Regions from separate parts of the Hordeum vulgare genome. Here region 1 is linked to region 2. The links are chromatin contacts, called in public Hi-C maps. All regions are on one chromosome and are shown on one strand. Each heading gives the region's core, a stretch centred on a gene start, on an enhancer-like site or on the middle of the called end of the contact. The rest is flanking DNA. Distances are from core to core; before and after follow the strand shown.

Region 1 (4,109 bases), core at 12-2,511, 550 kb after region 2:
AGGGAGGATATATAGTCGGGGTTGACCCACTTACGTGTGGTGCGGTAGAGATCTTCAAGAATGGATGTTTCCCGCGGCCCGTTGCATCGAGATCGGGGCTAAATATCTACGGCGTATCTCTGAGCATCTTTGCAGAGGAGCCAAACCCGAGCAGGGGAACTGCAGGCCATCAACAAACAAAAACAGGGTAAGTAAGCAGTATTGGACTCTGATTCTTCTTCTCGGCTGGTCGGCCGGCACATCAGATCAACCAGATGAAGTAGATTTCTGGCCTGATGAGCCAAATCCAGAGCCAGAATCCAGATCAGATAATGATTGTTGCAATATAATAATATGACAAATACTTCCTCTGTCCCATAATACAAGAGCGGTTTGTACAGTACAAACGTTCTTATATCATGGGACGGACGGAGTACCAGACAACCCGAAACCAAGGCAATAATCGAACAGTGAAATGATCGAGACCGTGGCCATTAAACGATACAGTGTCTGAAGAGAAACTGTTCCAATTCAGCATATGATAGGAGCCAAATAGTTAGTGATCAGTGAGCCTTGACCCCAGGGAATAGCACAGTTATCAGAAATAGCAGAACTGTATGCTGCCTAGATCTCTTGGTAGGCCATGTGCACTGAGCAGCAGCATACACATGGCATGGCAGAGTATCACTAAAAATCAGTTGGTAATCAAGCGCATCATCACGGTCAAGTGATGGAAAGATCAGGCAATTGGGTAGACCAAGTATTCTTAGCCTATGACAAGTTGACAACACTGGTCTACAACAAGATAACCCATCCACAAGATTAATGAGCGGTAAAAGAAAAGACAAAGAGTATCCAATCCATCACATCCTAATTAAACTTCAAAGGGATGTTCTTGCCTTGATCTAGCGTTATATAAGCTATATAGTACTAGTTTTTTTTCTGATAAGACACTTGAGATAGGTCATGGTATCGGCAGTATGGTTCACACACACACTGGTCTGCGAAAGATCGAGACAGCACTGTCAAACATCTTGTCCGTATCATCCCTACGGGCTACGGCTGGATAATGTTTCTAACAGAGGGGCAGCTGCCGGTTTGTATGATGGCTAGGATGCATACGTATACGGTCTTTGAATCACTCCTGGAGAGAGAGGGGGGAGGGAGCGAGTAATTCATTCGCTGTCACGAGTTGTAAGGTGGCAAGGCAAAGCTCTCAATGATAGACTTGGCCTGAACAAATACGTACCTTTCAGAAACGCTCTGCAAATCCAAAGGGGTCATGGCTTGGAGCAAAAGGACACTGTGCACCATGTCTACAGGGACCCTCTGTGGGGGTAACAGCCTCTGTGGGGGTAACAGCGAATGCGTGGCTGGTGATTGAACACAAGGCAATTACAGTAGCTACACATGTGGTAATGACCACTAACAGTAGCAGATTTTTTGAAGTAGTACATAATTAGTTGGGGTAGGTTGTTGGCACTCATCTATATAGGCCAAAGAAACTACAGAAGACATATGCAGGAATGGCCCGGCATAATGGTGATCGCCATGTATTGGTATAGGAATCAGCAGCCAGGTTCTAACATAGAGTATCCATTCTTCTTCTGAACTCTTTCCCTAGTTCAAGCGGCGAAGAAAAATATGGCCAGGATGTTTGACAAGGTGCTACTGAACTCGGCTCATGAAAAAAATCAAACAGCATTGAAGTTTAGGTCATATCCATCATAATCAATGTCGAGAAGTCTTGCCGAGTATTGGGACTAACAATCTCACAATACGAATAACCAGGGTTTGTGACTAGTAGCGAAAGAAATGCACACAAGCAGAAATCATACTAAATCATATAATAACTGTAACAATTGTTGCCATTTGACTACCCAAGATGATGGTGATGTGTTCACATAGGAAACCAGTTGGTGGTTGTGAGGGGTACACGCCCACAACAACCGGTAGCTACCAGAGAAACAACAAAAATGGGAAGAGGCAAAGGCGGACTGATCAGGGATAAGGTTAACCTACGGGTGGGATGAAGAGATGAACCACAGCCACATATCTTCAAACTAAATGCTGTACCATTCTGAAATTATGCTTAGAAAGGAAGATGGATCATAGTATGGGAGGTGCTAACTGCAATAAGGATAAAAGAGACGGCTGAACCAGATCTGCGAATCAAGCATGAAAGCCAATGCACCTTTCCTTTCTCTGTGAAGACATAACGTAGTTGTCAATATGCCTCTTTCAGTCCTGTTTTGTAAGCGAAACTGCTCTAATGCTCTATGTAGTAAATGCAAGAGATCATTGCACTATTGTTTATGAATTAATATGCATCATTTACTAATGCTGGCCTGCTGACATGACCTGCACCAGCACTAAAGTTGCCCAAAGCACAAAATGACTCGAGAGTTTAAAAAATCATAAAAGTATAGCTCATAAATAAAGTTAATGTGTATGCAAGTCCTACTTTTGTAAACTTCCAAAACTGTTTGGGATGTCTTTTGGTAGATGCCAGATTAATTTCATACTTCTGTTCGGAACTCATAGTCTATCACTTGAGCTGTACCATTTATGGCTTGCATCAAATCTTATCTGATATGAAATGATAACAAAGCACCAGCATATATCGACTATATATAGCAATTATTGTTTCTGAGCTGCAATCTTTTGTCTGCAGGTTTCTTGTATGAAACCTGATGGGTGTGGCCTTGCCAACATGCAAGCCATTGAGGGTCTAGGTTCACATGTTGGGGCTGGCCTTCAGGTAATCTGATATTTTTTAATTTATTAATCTCTTGTAGGATGATGTAATGAACTCTTTCCATACGTTTCTATTAATAGGAACTGATAGGGTTTTCCCCCTTACGAAAAACCCAGCATTTCATGCAGTTGTGAATGGCCACAAGAGCTTCACATCTATCAAAGTGTTACTTCTTACAAGCAAGATTAGGATGATAATAAGCTGGTACGAGCTTTTAAAGAGTGGCCTGGTCTTTGTTCTACTTCTGGCGCTCGGAACTAATTGCTGAAAATATATTAGTCATTTTCAGACAAAGATAAATGACCAAACTAGTAGATTTGATGGCAACACATGGTTTCTGGCATAACAATTGGCAGTGAGTATCTTCATTTAGAGAATGAGCTATCGTGTGATCTCAATTCTTTTTAACAAGAGAAAATATGTTGATCACTGTCTTCTGTTTTGTTGCTTCTGTATATTCCTTTCTTATTTGTTTTAGTTTAGAAAGCAGATGTGGATCCCATAGTGTCAACAAGTTCAGAACCTCAGGATCTGTTTCCATGTTATTGCATCACCAGTTTCTTCCTTTAATCATTTCAAAGAAAGATATACTGTGGATGTGAGTAGGATCATTTGTTCCATAGGTGAAAAATCATACTTAGGTTAATTATACTCCTCCGTTTTTATTTACTCCGCATATTAGCTTTCACTAAAGTCAATCTTTATAAACTTTGACCAGATTTGTAGGAAAAAATATTAACGTATACACCACCAAATCAACACCATTATATTCATCATTGAATATATTTTCACATCATATTTCTTATTGTAAGTGTTCATATTATTTTCTATAAAGCTAATATGTGGAGTAAATAAAAACGGAGGGAGTATTATTGTAATCATATTAGTTCACGTATTCTGGCTACAAATTTATGGATTTTTCTAATAGCTTTTGTTTGATGTAATCTTGTTAGTTCGCAATACATGTTTCTACCTCCACTTTCAACTCCTATGTCCCGTCACAATCCCCTCCCTCTCGGATTCCACCATTAGTGGATAGGTAGTCAGATCTTGATAAAGACAAATTCATGCAAGGGCGTCATGTCAATCTTGCTCTTCAATTATCATTCTCAAACACATAAAGTGTGAAACTCTGTTACGAGAATGAAGTTAGAAGAATATGCTGCAAGGTTTCTGTTGTGGGTATTGGGAATAAAGCAAGAATGATTGATGCCAAACATATGAATAATTTGATATCGGTCAAATAAAATAATCTGTTTGCAGATTTCGCAGAGTGGCACACCAATCCTGATTCAAATAAAAGAAGCACTTACTCCCAAGTTGACAATATTACAATAGAAAGAAAATGAAATTTCCACTCTGAGTCTGATTA
Region 2 (4,157 bases), core at 1,524-4,023:
TTCCCCGCTGGAAGAACTTTATTATGTAGCTACTTCAAATGCTCATCGAGGCTTTTCTCTGTCCATTTGTTTTTGGCCTTCGTCTTTAGGAGTCCGAGCGTGAAACTCAAGCGGGTCACCTCGGGATCGCAACTGTTATATAATGGAGTCTTCGAGTCCACTTCAAGTTGAGCCAGCTTGGCCTCCTCTCTAGAAGCATCTCTATCGCTAGTCATACTCTTGCGAAGGAGCTCTTGAACATGAGGGTCTTGCACGACTGCACATAGTAGCGTCGAAGACTGCGGCGTGACCACCGCATCTTTTCTGCCATGTCCGGAATCTTCTCCGCCGCCGTCATTTCCGGACTCTTCCCCGCCGCTGGCACCATCGTCTTCGTGTCGATCGGTCATATCTTCGTCTAGCCCCAATGTCGTTATTCCCTGCCATTTGGACGTCCTCATAATCATTGTCTTCTTCAGTTATCCACCTAGTATAGCCATCGATGAAACCATTCATCAGCAGGCGCGCCTTCAAAGTGCCACGATCAAAAGGGTCCAAAAGGACTCCTTCCTTGCATCTTGCACACGGACATCTAATCCTAGTCCGATTATTTGCATGCATGTCCATCACCGCGGATTGCATGTACCGCTCCACCTTCCATCCACTCACCTTCATGACCGACTGCACGGTATATAACAAGCAAAAGGGTTATAAAATAAATAATGCATGCATGCATGCTTCAAAGTCATATAAATTTTTGGCATGACCTTGCCTAAAAATAGGACATATTGACTTTGCTCGAAATTCACCGAACCGGAAATAAATCAACATTTCGGCAAAACATAAGCAACTCGAGGGCATGTCACACTCGCACAAATCTCTCCACATATATATATATATATATATATATATATATATATATATATATATCCCAAACACACATATTCTCATTCACACACATATTTCCGTTCTTCAAATGAACAACTTTTTTTACTCACCTATATATCTCCCGGCCCGAGAGAGATGATGAGAGAGTGACCGATCGAAAGAGCACGTGTGGATGGCTAAATAGCTAGCTAGATCTAGTTGTTGGGGAGGAGAGGTGAATCTAGTTATCTAACTAATGGAGAGGGAGTTATGGTGAAGGGGGGCATTAATGGGGAGAGGAAGAGAGGTAGCTAGCTAGGACCAAGAGAGATGTGAGAGAGGCCATTTATGAAGGAGAGTTACGGTGAAGGGGGACATTAATGAGGAGAGAATAGAGGTAGGAGGAAGAGAGAAGAAGAGCAACAATGATGTGGAGAGTGGAGAGGGGAAAGGAGGGGGAGGTAGGTCAAAGTGGGGGAGAAGAGGGGGAAGGGGTAGAAAGGTGGCACCAGCCGCAACTAGCAGTAGCGCTGCATACCAAAACGCGTTGCTGCTATTATTTTAGTAGTGCGCTTGTTACAGAAGCGCGCTACTACTAATTGGGGCCCACTAGCAACAGCGGTGGTGCAAAACAAAGCGCTACTGCTAAAAACTTAGCAGTAGCGCTGGATTATGGGCAACGCTGCTACTCTAGCTACCGTCGGTGGCATCGTCTGGTCCTACATAGTAGTAGCGCTTTTCTAACAAGCAGCGCTACTGCTAAGCTCTTAGTAGTAGCGCTCAACTGGATCAGCGCTACTGCTAATTAACAGCAGCGTGTTATTTTTTTCAGCGCTACTACTGAGGTCCTCTGTATAGGCTTTTCCCTAGTAGTGTCTATTTCCTCGTGAGCTTTAAAGCCATCCACCAAATCTGTTTAACAGAAAGCCATGACACACCATTAAAGATCATGTTATTTCTATGTCTTCATATAGCCAAAAGGATAGCAGATCAAATATTGTTAACATGGTCTAATGGTTTGCCAGCAATCCAAAAGGATGCTATGGACTCTAAATTACCACCTAGACATCTCCCTAGCATAGAGCTAGCAGTAACACAGATTTTCTTAGCTACCATACATCTAAAAAAGAGATGACAAACTATGTTTTTTGAACGAAGATGAAAAAACTATTTCCTTACATGAGCATACGACAGGGTCTGCTTTATCTAGCTCTCTCCGCGTAGGAATGTAAAAATAGGTTTGAGTGGATTGTCAAATTACTTTATTTTACCTATGGAACTCAATCCAAAGAAAAAAAAATCCCTCTCTTTTTCCTATGATCAATTTCTTGAATCGAATGAATGAACAGTGTCATCATAAGAAAATTTCATATTCCTCTGCTTTAGCGCAAATATCCAGCAGGTAGATAATCACGACATAAAAAGAACTCTAAAAAGAAGGTGACTTTGCAAGAACAAGATCAACAGATCACGAGCGTGTGGTTTAGCGTTTCCGTGAAAATTAGTACGTACTACTAGAAAAGAAACGTGAATACATACATACGTCAATCACCAGTCCAGTCATTCGTTATCACGCCAACACACGTACAGCAGCTACGAATCCAGATGAGTGGATAAGGCAGCGCTGGTAATCAAGATGACGATAAGCCGCGTTTATGTTAGCACCATCAGTTCATCGCTCAGGCCGTCCAATCAACGAAGCCATTGGTCACAAGAACATACGGAGTATATCTCAGGTAGAAATAATAATATCTCAAATAAGTAGCAACTCTGTTTGTCCGAACCAGAACCATGTACCATCCCTGTCGGGAATTTCCCGCGACGGCGACTGTTAGATCGAGGCGATCGCCGCCACTGGTTCCAACGCGCGGCGTCACAGCGTCCAGGTCGCCGGGCAGCACGGCAGCGGGACCGGACGCAACCGGATCCACATAAAAGGAACCCGGCGGAAACTGGAGCCATACGGCCGCGCGCTCGCCGGAACGGAAGAAGGGATTAATCGGGACAAGAAAGCAACTTGCACAAGCCCCGGCCCGTGTTGGTTCATGGAACGCAGGAGGCAGGCGGCCGAGAAAGATCACGGTCAAGCGCACTAGATGCGTCAGGACGGGGGAATGGGCGCCACAAAATCCGGCAAAAAATTACACCGGTCGCCTTTTGGGGGTCACTAAAAAGTTTCGGCTAGAGCTGGCCTCGTATGAGGCTTCTAGGTTTCAGCAGATGGTTGCGTGCTGCTTGCTAGCCCTTGTTTGTCCTGTCAGGCGCGAATTAATGTGCTGAAGCGTTCGTCAGATTTGTCTGAGTAGATCATAAAATCTGCGCATTTATCTGTTTGGGGTGGTTGTAACAGTAAGAGCATCTCCAATGTCTATATTTCGATGTTTATATATTCATATAGATAATGAACTGGAAAGATTTCCTCGTATACACGTTGAATGCCTATATATAGAAGGTTTATATTCTCTCTTCTATATTTTAATAATGTTTTATAACTACCAATTTAATTACCATTTTATAACCTCCAACGGGCATATATATATCATCCATTCTCACCTCTTTTAAATAATTTCATCTTGTGCTTCTCTGATCTCTCTTCCAAATCTTGTGTCTTCACTCCTACAATACAATGAGTGAAACAGGATTCGTTTCGGATATGCTCATGAATTCGTTGTCGTTGTCTTCATCGGACAATGACGATCTAATTCTTACAGCTTTTGCGGAGTGCCAGGATGAAGAGGAGGCGAATGGTCGACGTCACGGCGGGTCCACGCTGGGCCGGCAGTATTTGTATCGCAGAAGAGATGCCGGATTTATTCTACTCTCGGACGACTACTTCAAAGAAAATCCAACTTTTCCCGAAAGTTACTTTCGTCAAAGGTTAGTATTATAACATTATTCTCTATCTGCCTATTTGTCATCTTCCTATCTCATATTTGTTTATGTCAAAGGTTAGTATTATAACATTATTCTTTATTTGCCTATTTGTCATCTCTCTATCTCATATTTGTTTATACGCACAAGTATAGAATGTCTCGTGATTTGTTTAATCACATAGCTGAAGTAGTATTTGAGCATGATAGTTATTTTAAGCAAAAAAGAAATTCTGTTCGAGCTCTTGGGTTGCATCCTCTACAAAAGATGGCAGCCGCAATGCGACTACTAACTTATGGATATGTTTTTGATGTCGCGGATGAGTATTGTCGCTCGGGAGAATCTACTAATCTAGCAACTTGCAAAAAGTTTGTCATAGCTATTTGTGAAGTCTTTGGGAACTAGTATATGAGATCTCCAAATGAAGAAGATAGAGATAT

The links. A called contact is a pair of places that touch in the nucleus more often than the background predicts.
Region 1: a contact with region 2 is called in a Hi-C map of leaf, with 3 times the contacts expected there. The contact joins two enhancer-like sites. A contact is called at or near these places in 3 of 6 Hi-C or Micro-C datasets (leaf and seedling).

The regions. Positions count from the first base shown.
Region 1 is chr7H:503,980,265-503,984,373 of MorexV3_pseudomolecules_assembly, forward strand. It overlaps LOC123413439 (a long non-coding RNA gene), which reads right to left. Exons shown (of 2, transcript XR_006613751.1): 2 at 3,992-4,109. Among protein-coding and RNA genes, the nearest start is that of LOC123413439, 3.3 kb to the right of the region's middle. Within about 2 kb of position 1,262, at least 3 of the 3 cell types and tissues checked have open chromatin away from gene starts, as enhancers often do. A contact at or near this core is called in leaf, where this site is marked.
Region 2 is chr7H:503,431,713-503,435,869 of MorexV3_pseudomolecules_assembly, forward strand. No RefSeq gene overlaps it. Among protein-coding and RNA genes, the nearest start is that of LOC123409599, 110 kb to the left of the region's middle. Within about 2 kb of position 2,774, at least 2 of the 3 cell types and tissues checked have open chromatin away from gene starts, as enhancers often do. A contact at or near this core is called in leaf, where this site is marked.